Linked DNA regions of Ostrinia nubilalis: region 1 is linked to region 2. A link is a contact called in public Hi-C data. All regions are on one chromosome and are shown on one strand. Each heading gives the region's core, a stretch centred on a gene start, on an enhancer-like site or on the middle of the called end of the contact. The rest is flanking DNA. Distances are from core to core; before and after follow the strand shown. Region 1 holds the start of LOC135071749. Region 2 holds the start of LOC135071774 (serine/threonine-protein kinase fused).

What was found. A called contact is a pair of places that touch in the nucleus more often than the background predicts.
Region 1: a contact with region 2 is called in a Hi-C map of whole body, with 5 times the contacts expected there. The contact joins the promoter of LOC135071749 here to the promoter of LOC135071774 in region 2. A contact is called at or near these places in 3 of 5 Hi-C or Micro-C datasets (whole body and whole larva).

Annotation. Positions count from the first base shown.
Region 1 is chr5:7,418,573-7,423,873 of ilOstNubi1.1, reverse strand. LOC135071749 reads right to left here and starts at 2,431. Exons shown (of 2, transcript XM_063965539.1): 1 at 2,354-2,431; 2 at 431-2,084. The coding sequence starts at 2,356. The coding sequence ends at 432. All of the region lies in intron 1 of LOC135071750 (glycolipid transfer protein), which reads right to left.
Region 2 is chr5:7,268,276-7,274,023 of ilOstNubi1.1, reverse strand. It overlaps LOC135071774 (serine/threonine-protein kinase fused), which reads right to left and starts at 2,547. Exons shown (of 12, transcript XR_010257321.1): 1 at 2,293-2,547; 2 at 1,960-2,219; 3 at 1,490-1,658; 4 at 1,153-1,308; 5 at 760-947; 6 at 1-589.

The DNA.
Region 1 (5,301 bases), core at 1,182-3,681, 150 kb before region 2:
CAAATTTTCTACACTGATTACCTATAGATAACTAAGTCATTGCAAATGAGTATTTACATTCAAATGATAAAATTAAGCTGATAAAATAAGCCCACCAGTTTCCTGAAAATTTTAAGTGTAAACAAACAACAACACGGCATGTCAGTAATGTCATGTCAGTTATTAATTGTCAAATTTCCAGTTGCCATTACACAGAGCGATGTTTCCACAATTTAAAATTTAAAATGTACACGTTCAAAATCACAAGCTATCGTGTTTAGTTACTGAGAATCATAATATATATAATAACATAGGCAAAGTTAAAATTACATGTTTTTGTTATCACGTAAATTACTTATATACATGTCCTTCTCATAAATTAATACTTCCCAATTACATTTTCACTTTATTGTCAATACATTAATCTATTCTATTCTTAGCTTGGAATGAAATCAATAAGAAAATGTTTGCTTCAATACATTGCCCAAATCGTCTTCTACGACAATGGTCAAGACTTTGCTCTTAGGAGAAAAGGTAAACGGGACCAAAAATCTTTTTTCTGGCAATAGGTTAGTGAATTCATACGAATCCAACACCATTCCATTCGATTCATCTCTTACTTCAACTATTCTTATGCCAGCCGTTGAGATAATCAGCATTTTGTTTTTGTCAAATTTCAGATATCTCGTTATTGCTTGTCTTTCTCTCCCATATTCATTGTTGAACCATCGGTGATATGATAATAGCACTGCACAATTTCTGGTCCAGTAAATTGAATCATTTCCGTTTACTCGGTTGATGTTTCTCTTGGAGTCTGTGAGTTTATTTGTAATGCTTGAATATACACTCGATGGTCTAGTTATTGGTGTAACATTTGGACTTCTTCGTACGATGTCAGATTTTGACATTGAAGCAAAGTTCCCTAACGTGGTTTTACTTCTTGGCCCCAACAAGCGTAGTGGTTCCGCCACGTTCATGGTCACACTAATGTTTCGCTGTAGTGAAACTGTGGAATGTTGTACGGGTTTACCGCTATAATTATTCATATTATCTTTTATCAGCGATGACCTTCTTTCTCCAACAGTAAAGACACGGTCAATATTATCAAATCCTCTTCCCATGATACCATCTTTAGTATGTCCTAAATCAAAGGTGTGGCCTAATTCATGGAAAACTGAGCCCAATGTTGTAGCAAAACAGCCTCCAAGGGTTCCTCTGTATCCGCTGTCGTCCATAAATCTTCGGTTGTTTACTGGTGTTGTGTCCATGAATCTTGGGATGATATCATCCACTGTTGTGGGCCATGTGTATAAACAAGCAGTACCAAACAGAGCTAGACCTCCGCCTCCAAGTGCAGCGTAAGCTTCCGTTAGTGAAACGATTTCATCGTGAGTCATTGGTTTTTCAATGTCGGTCCCTTTAAATCTCGTACATGATATAAATCCCAGAAACTTCCTTTCATTACTCCCTAAATCAGAGAGCATTAGTTCTCTTCCGAAGTGAGTCCATAGTTCTGCTTGCTTCATTTTTCTTGCTTTATTTACATTTAAGCTGCTGCGGAATATGACACACTCAGGCTTTTTGGAATTTACTTCATGTTCAAGTTGGAAAGTTTTTCTCCCAACTCCACTTTCAAAAAGTTTTTCAGCTGTTAAGCATTGGATTAATTTTGATCCGAGGACTATACGAGAGCAAGCACTTTCTACAGAGCAATCAACATCTTGAGGACTTTGGAAGCATCCGTCATGGCCTTGACAAATTATGTAAACTGGTGTAACTCTGAGATTCGTTTTACGAGGCTCATACTCCAATAAAATTGATTTCTTTTGTTCTGCATATTCTAGTTCAATCGTGTTGTTTCCTCTGGTTAATTCAGTGATGACCTTAAATTCGCCATTATAAACTGACCACTGTGATTTTGTTTGTGTTTTTTCATTTTTTAATGTGCATGTCAATTGGTCCTGGTTTGTTGTGTTGCCTCTTGTTATGAATCCTTTAATCAAAACAAGGGAGTAATTAACTATTTCTCCATTTTGAAAATTGGTCACGAATATCGAGGAGTTGTGTTCATTGTCAGTTTCTTCGTTCATCCGGTTGTCCATTACCTGAAACGCGTGTTAGATTTTGTTAAATGATTCTAGGCGAAACGTTTTATTGACCTTCAGTGTTTATATACGTGAGACTCCTCGATTTCTTTAAGTTCAATATTCACATAATTAGATTTATTTATTGCAATTCGCGTCGAAGCCGGATAGGTGCGTTGTAGCACGTTCGTTGATTTTATGGCAGGTCTGGTGTCGTGTTTTATTTTTGCCCGTGTCTATCGTATAAAGGTCGCCGTAAATGAATAGTTTCGCACTGAGGTATGACTCACCATGATGCGGTTAGCGAGGAGCGTGCGAAGCCGGCGCGGCGGGAGGACTGCGGGTGCGGGGCGGCGCGGCGGAGCGGCTCGGAGGCGACCATTTACAGCGTGCAGCGCCGTTCCTCCTCACTTCCCACTTGGTCGAATGCTCGCACGGTGGTGCGCACTGCGCATGCCTGTCGATGCAGACCGACGCGGTAACGATTGCGCCCGCCAGACAGGTACGCGACTGGCTGTCTCCATCGGCAAGAGGGAAATTTGAACAATGCAGCACTAACAGTGTATGCGTCATTGTTATGTTATTGTTAGCTGTTTGTTTTGACAGCTTATTGTTTACAGAATATGACGGAGTTTTATAAACTAGATCTCTACCTAGTAAAAAAATGGCGAATGCTTAAGAATGTTCACGAGAGTTATTTAATTTTGAATCTTATCAATAGACCACATTCTCGTAAAGTTTCAGGTAATTTAAGGATGGTACTAAGGCTACACTTAAACATAAACTGCAGTTCTAGAGTCTAATATGATAGGTAGAGGGATCCTTTTAGAATATAATATTTGAGACATATTATCTCCATTTGAATTAAAAGTAATTTTAAGTAAATTACTTTAATTTTACCCACAATTACGTGAATTAAGCACAGCGCAGCATACTGGGTGTGTATCGTGTGTCATCGTGAATTACATAATAAGTTAAGTTTATTTATCTTATAGATTATATTAAGATTGATTAATTAATTTGACAACAATAATCTTCTTGCTTAGTTCTCTTCTTCAGAACTTCTCTATTAGGGTGCAGTGATAATAATCATAATATTATTATTATTTTTATCAACTTTTTACTCCTTGCCACTATTTTATAGCAATCTTTCTTCACAAGGCGAATTTGCAGCATTATCATTTTTAGGCGATAATATTACATAGGTGCTCGTTATTAGCCGTTATCAATTTATGTAGGTATTAGAAAAGTGAGTAGAACGTATTATTTATTAAAAATCCCAAAAATAATGTCGTGTAATGGATGCTGGGACCACATAATTTTCTAAGATCTGTGATAACTTTTTTTCAGGAAGCTAAGCGGAGAATTGAAAGTATGAAGTGTTGGCTGAAACTACGTAAGCAATAAGTATATTTAATGTTAATTATAAAAATAATACTTTTGACTCCTTTCTAAATAGAAACAAACAAAAACTGCTAGCGATGAGAAGTTTTGGTCTGCAGATTGGTGTTCGCTTAACTAATTAACACAAAATATATAACAATAATTTTTAGGTAAACAAGAATTAAATTTTATTGTTAAAATTAAATGTTCTGCGTGCTCAAATCATTCCTGCGATTTCTTTTATTCAGGATGTAGATTTCAGCGTGTAAATCATAAGCCGGCCAATTTGTATTCATTAGATCCATTAAAATTATTAAATTAACTTGTTGGTGGCGTTATTTTGTCAGAAAAAGCGAATCGATTTGTTTTTTACCTTATATAATATCTAATTACTTAATTTCATTTTAAATGGTTTAAAATAAAAAATACTGAATAGGCTTCTGGTCCAGTAAATAGCTAATAGTAGGTAAGTATACGTTTTCGTCTGCAATCCTAGGGGTTACGGGTTCAAATCTCACTGAAAAAAATGGAGTTACGGACATTTCGTAATACTAGCATAATGCTATGGCGTTGTCCGCGAAGATTCCTGGATTCTCGTTTCCAAAAAGTCTTTAATGGGCGTCTCGCATTAAAAAACGGGGTCGTAAATTCTGAACTATTATGAAACATTAATAACCACAACCATAAATATCAACTTTCAGATCCCTAATTTGTGAAACGACGCTTTGCTTTCATCCCTTTTTCGTCAGCTTTAAGATTGCTTGGGCTTTTTCTATTCGCTAGGGCAAACTATACCACACAGATTACACCATCTATATTTTTCATTAGGCGCAGAATATATCGCTGAAAATTTTACTGTCTCGCTCTACATCCACCTATCTATTTTCCAGCTCTAACAAAGGCTACAGCTCTACCTAATTTTCAGGACTCTATCCTGGGAGTAACAGACATTGCCAAAATCTCATTACTTCGCCTCGATTACTACCTTAGTTTCCCAGATATCCGCTTAATATTCTATCCTATTCTCAAATCACCTCCAACACACGGAAATAAAGTAGAGCCCTGAGATTCCGACTTAATTAAAGCTTGATTAAAGCCCTAATAAGGAGGTATTAGGGCTGAAGTGACCAATTAGGTAAACAACATCCTCCTATCGTTAACAAGGCTAATTACAAAGCTTAGTTCATTATTTCGGTTAGGATATTTTCGTGAAAAGGTTCTATGGTCAGTGAAATTTTATGATCAGACAATTAGGCATCTAATCGGTTCAGCTGTGTAATGTAAAAACACATTTATTTTTATTAGTTTCAAATAAAACAGTAGGTAGGTACTCTACGATAGACGTGTCGTCAGGTGGCCGGCTCTAGTCGGACATGTTTGGCTTTTTAGTCGAGCTATAGAATAATAAGACTGGGTACCGTTGAAACAATTTTGCTTTTACTGTCTATAATTTTGTTGTTTAATAACCAAGTGACGATTACGATACGTGAAATTGAAATTTGAAGTTTTAGCTACGATATGGCTGTATCATTATAGTTCCCAGGTTACTATTTTTAGAAATATACGAAATTTAAAAAAAAAAGAAAATTTGTTTCAACCGTCCCCATGCCGGGGGCGGTTGAAACAGCGATTGGGATCTGTTAAAATACATACAAATAATACAATAATTACTAATAAAACGTGTTTTATTTATCATTAATACTACGAATATTAAAATTATGGTACCACATGACGACATTAATCAGTCTAAGTATTTAATATTTTTAAAACATTAATTAGCCTTTGATAAGTAGTAAACATTTAAAAAAATAACAGAAATATGATAAAATAAATGATATTTCCAAATCTAATAAAC
Region 2 (5,748 bases), core at 1,298-3,797:
GTTTCCCCCACTACCAAACCGCAATTTATCTCTTGAAAATTGCAACAGCTTCTGTTTATAAGACGGTGGGACACTTTTACTCAAGCCCGAACTAATATCGCTACTGCATTTCGTTGAACTTTTGGGGTTCTCCAAGCTATGGGAAGCAGTGTCAACCGAATTCACCTTTTGTTTTACATCAGCTACTGGTTTGTCGTTGGCACTTTCAGTCTTTGATTCATCAGCAATTTTCTCTACATTCTGTTTTTCTTCAACAATTTTATCCATTTTATTCAAATTTGCATCATTTTGTTTTTTGTTGGCACGCATTAATTGAGCCATGTTTTTTTCTAAGTTGCAAACTACGAGATTCGAGTTGTTCATTACATTGTATTCGTGTCTTAGCAACTTTGCGTTGGCAGCAGTGATGGGTTGCGATTGGTCTTCGTCATCAGTTTTGAGACTGTCTCGGACACTGAACGCACTGGTTGCTCTGACACTATCGTCGTCTGACATCGGCACACACTCCATTGCCTGCATTACGCGGATGTTACGAAGATCATGTTCCCTTCTTTCAGTTTTAATTGATTCTCCTTCCATCTTCATTAACCTGAAGTCAATATAATTTACAAAATATTTTTACAACTGGCAACAAATAATTATACAATTTCCATGGCAAGAATCAAAAGGCATCACCCACATATTGACCATAATCTAGACATCACATTATAGTTAATTTGATTGTATTTTCGCAATATAAAAATTTAAAAGAGATGTTACCTTGCATTAGTATTTATTTTATCCCTTTGGAGTTGTTTAGCTTCCTGCTGACTATGAGTTAGGGGTTTGGTGAATGGAGATTCACTCTGGACATCTTCTGGTAGAATAAGCACATGGCCAGCTACAAACTGGTGCTCTAAAATTTCTGGCCAACTCATTCTCTTCATAGGATCTTTATGAAGTAAGCCCTGCCAAAAAACCAGATCTTTATGAAATATTCATTCTTTAAATTAAGGAGAAAGTACATTCAATCCAAAGAATGGATTCTGAATTTTAAAGATGGGAAATGATGTAATGCTGTCAGAAAGTTATAAGTGAAATTAGCAAATTCCACTGCACTGCTAGCTATTTCTTTAATGTAAATTCGTAAGAATGTATTAAAACTTGAATTACCTGTAAAAAGGACCGAGCTTTCATGCTGATAAAACTTGGCCATTGTACCGGTTTATGTTTTATCATATGCACTAGCTGCAGTATGGACATAGTACAGAATGGGGGTTGGCCTGCCATCAGTTCGTATACTATACATCCTAGAGACCATAGGTCTGCCTGAAATAAGAAAATAATTATAATTAAAATAGTAATTAGGATGGCTACAAGTTGTTTCATGTGTAGAATCTGGCCGCATCCATTTAAATCAATATTTCATTAGGCCTATCTTACTGAAAAAATATTTATAACAAAAATATTATTATGTTGCCATGTCTTCACTGTTTCATGCTTGCTTTACCTGGTGGTCATAAGGCTTCTCTTCAATTAATTCAGGTGCCATGTATAGAGGAGTACCTTTGATGGATGTTAAAATATGTGTAGTGTTGGTCATTAGTCTTGCTAATCCAAAGTCACACAGCTTCGCCCGACCTGTACTATCTAATAGCACATTTTGAGGTTTTAGGTCCCTGAAATCAAAACAAAAACAATATGAATATTGCAAAGACAGCTAAAATTTGTATTCCAGCAAAAAATAACAGATAACTGTACCAAATGGAGGATTATCATAGGTAAATCATCAAATTCAAGGTGACAATAAGTACCAAAAGTTATTATTATTACTTATTGATACACTTATATTGTAGATTAATTGTAATGTATATTATGCTATCTGCTAGGACCGAATATGGGCATGACCTTCAATACAATGCTTCAAAATGCCTCAAACCCCTACTGCATGTGATTAGTTTACACATTATGTACACATACCTGTGCAAAACTCTATGAGAGTGCAAATAATACAATGCAGACACCAAGTCCCATGTGATTTTCTTCACTTGCTCTTCATTAAGACAACCTTCTTTAGCCAATATGCTATGTAGCTCCTTTTCAGCATACTCAGTAACCACTACCAACTCTGACTCCGTGTCAAAGCTGTATATCATACGAATTATATTGGGGTGTTTAAGCTGCCTCTGAATGTCACATTCTTGCCTCAAATTCTTCAAATCCTTAGAAGAGCGGCCTTTCTGTAAAATTGCAATACTATGTCAGACAAAAGCCATGGTAATAGTTAGACCATCATTCGTGATCTCTACGAACCTTTCTTATAACTTTTAATGCCACAACATCGTCAGTTTCTTTATGTTTTGCTTTAAAAACTCGACCGAACGATCCTTCACCAACGAAAGATATAACATCGTAGCTCTCCATTTTACAGGAAATATATTCAGTGAACCGAGATATTGGCGCTTTCAAATGCACTACTTAGATACAAATATTACATTATTAATTTAATTATCTCAAAAACACGGCGAATAGAAATAAAAACACAACAACAAACAAAGCCGTGCAACATGCAACAAGATTTGTTTTTTTTTATCGTCAAACGTCAAAGTGACATAAGCTGTCACCGTCATCTTTTTTTTTAATTAACCCCCACTTTGGGCCGGCAAAGTGATCTAGTCCATACCTTCTCTTCACTGTTTTAATTTCCTTTGTTTTGTTTTCATTTTTATTATTTTCAAAGACTAAAAACAATAATTTACTCATAAGTCTCACAACTCACACTTTAATCATATTATAATAACTCTTAAAAATAAGAGCGCCTTTCTTTATTATAAGCAACCAAACAATGCTAAACTCAGTAGGCAAAAGATTTGATTGAAAGATAGATTGACTACCTAAATATGGGTTCGGCCAAACCTCAGAAGATCATCATCTGAGGGCCAAACCAACGCATGCAGCAGCCTATATGCGCGATGGAAATGGCGATCTGTAGAAATCAGTAGGATCGCCATCGCACACGAAGGCTGCACGCGTTGGATTGGCCGAACCCATAGATCAGGGGTGGCCAACCGGTCGATCGCGACTATTAGTCCAGTCGATCGTGGCAAGGCAAAAAATGATGATTTTGTACTAAACTATGCTGTTTCATATAAGATTTCAAGAAGTATGTAAGTGTTAGATCACCCAGGGTTTCGTTAGTAAACAGTAGATCTTATGTCTAATCAAGTTGGCCACCCCTGCCAAGGCTAAACTTAAAACAACAATACTTACTTTCATTTCAAGTGCTCCTTTTATAAGGTAAAATCCAGATTATGCAAAGGAAATCAATTCCTCTGAGCAAATAAGTGAAGTAGGTACCATATTGAATTGAATAGATTCTGATCTTAAGTAGATTTTACCCAGGTGACTGGGAAAATTCAAAATACCTACTCGTATTATAAATAATTACCTAATTACCTACTAATTACCTAGGTCTTAGAGATAGACCGTTTTGCCTGATTTATACTGTGCTGCGAACTGCAAACATCTCGTAACCTACATCGCGCGCTTTTTTATTTGAACTGCTAAATTAATAACGTTACAAAGTTTTCAAAGGTTACGGTAATTTTGAGTATTTACTTAATTAACTTACTAAAGGCGTAAGGTAATTTTGGGTATTTACTTAATTTGCTTTCTTTTTAACTTATTCACTGGACACAGTTAACCAAAGGGCCTAGGTACCTTGAATAAGCTGATTTCTTTAGTTATGGAAGGAATACGTAAGTATTATTAGGAAGATACTGGATAAGTTTTACTACGAAATGCACACAGCTACTTTATAGACTAATCAACTAAGTAGGTAGGTACTAACTAGCAACTCAAATATTTAAATGCGCGAATGTAACTAGAAATTTCGTCGGTAAATTAAGATTTGAGTACGGGCAGAGCTATAACAACAATAGGCATGCATGTAAAATCTATTCTAGATCGCTCGCCGCAATGTTTTCAACACTCAGGGAAAGATTAATCTCGAAATTCGACAGCGGCATCCGAGATTGTTGATTCTTTGTTGTCTATTCGCTATTTATACTCGATTACTCGGCAACCAACTGTACGATATCTCGCTTACACACAATAAAACACAGACCAACTGGGCCGCAGTTTCGGCGGGCGCGTTATTTCACTTTGAAACATATTATTCCGCAGCCGTGCACAATACTGTAAACAAACGAGACAGAACGTGGGCGTTGTGTACGTTAGGGATTTAAGTAACTTGCTCATTTTTTAGCCAGATAGCTTTTAGTAAGCTAAATCGTCAGTAAAGTTTCACTGGCTGTTGGAAAACAAATGAAATAAATTAACCTTTCGGCAATAACGGATCTTCGTAGCGATGCCATGATCTTAATTAGAAAAATATTTGGCTAGAGAATAGAGTTAGACCTTCAAATTTCTCTTGCTATGCCCACCCACGTAGCATTTGTTTTGTCGAGGAAAGTGACATTGAATCACGTACCGTTGGTAGGTACACCTACAAGAAATACTATATTCATAATAATGATTTTGCAAATTATTTACTTTCATTTGAAACCGATTCAATCATTATGATGTACAGAATATTGCTATCTGAAAATTACAATAGTTTATTGTTGATTTATTTCTAAATGGTAGAGTTTTTGTGATCCACCACGGAATTCGTTATTGATCACCGTTAAGAGCCATTTTACATTTTCGGGCGAATTTCTAAGATTTTGGAAGCATGAATTACTACCTTAAGCAACACCCAGAGATTATTTAATAACTGCGAAAGATAGGTCAATCCTTGGTGTTGACCATTAATGAAACGGATTTACTAAAACTCTTTTGCTTAATTCACAGTGCCCCATCTCCCACAACCATTTTACGGAAAAATTGCCGCAGACTCATTTTCAAAGTCCTGTATCTATTATTTATGCTCATATAATAAGCTTAAAAATATATAGTAATCATCGGACATATATTCTTGTAGTCCATTAATGAAATAGATTCTTGAATTTCATTACCATTATTGAGTAAAATCTAAAAATAATTTGGCAAATTTGAAGATTAACGTCACATTTTGATCGTGGTTTTTGGTTTAAAAACACAGCAATAACTGCAATAAAAGTATCCCAAAATAAAGAATATTCATTGTAGAATTGATTTCTACAGTTATTGTTTAAATATTAGTAACCACTTTGTCAAAATATTGATGTGAATATCAGTATAAATTACAATGCGCAAGCCGACATCGATTAGTATGGCGCGAGCGCCCGTCAAGGCAGGACCTGTGTCATTTTTCCCGCCGTGACGTTTACGTGCGTTCGTGTCGTGAAGCGGTGATTTGTACGGCGACCAAATACATTTGATACTATGCCGAGAGGCTGTTTCGAGTCGGCCGGCCGAGCAGAAATTGAAATGATGAATTTTAATTTTTTTGACGGATCTGGGTGTAACAATGTATAATTTTTCAATGTATCGCTGTTGGTTTCTATAAAATAAATAAATAAATAAATGTAGGTACCATGTATTTAATTTAATAAATAAATTATAAAAAAGTATATCCATTATGCTAGCACCCTTAACACAATCATATTGGTTGCCTACTTTTGGACTAGATGGCGCTGTGAAATTGTCCAAAGATTTGTTTATTTATTTATCCGCTTTGAGTTTTGTTTCGTGAAGAAGGAAAAGAAGCGTTTTGTTTCGAGAGGGAAGCTTTGTTGTTAAATCTATACTAATGAAAGAGGAAAGATTTAATTGTTTGTTTGTTTG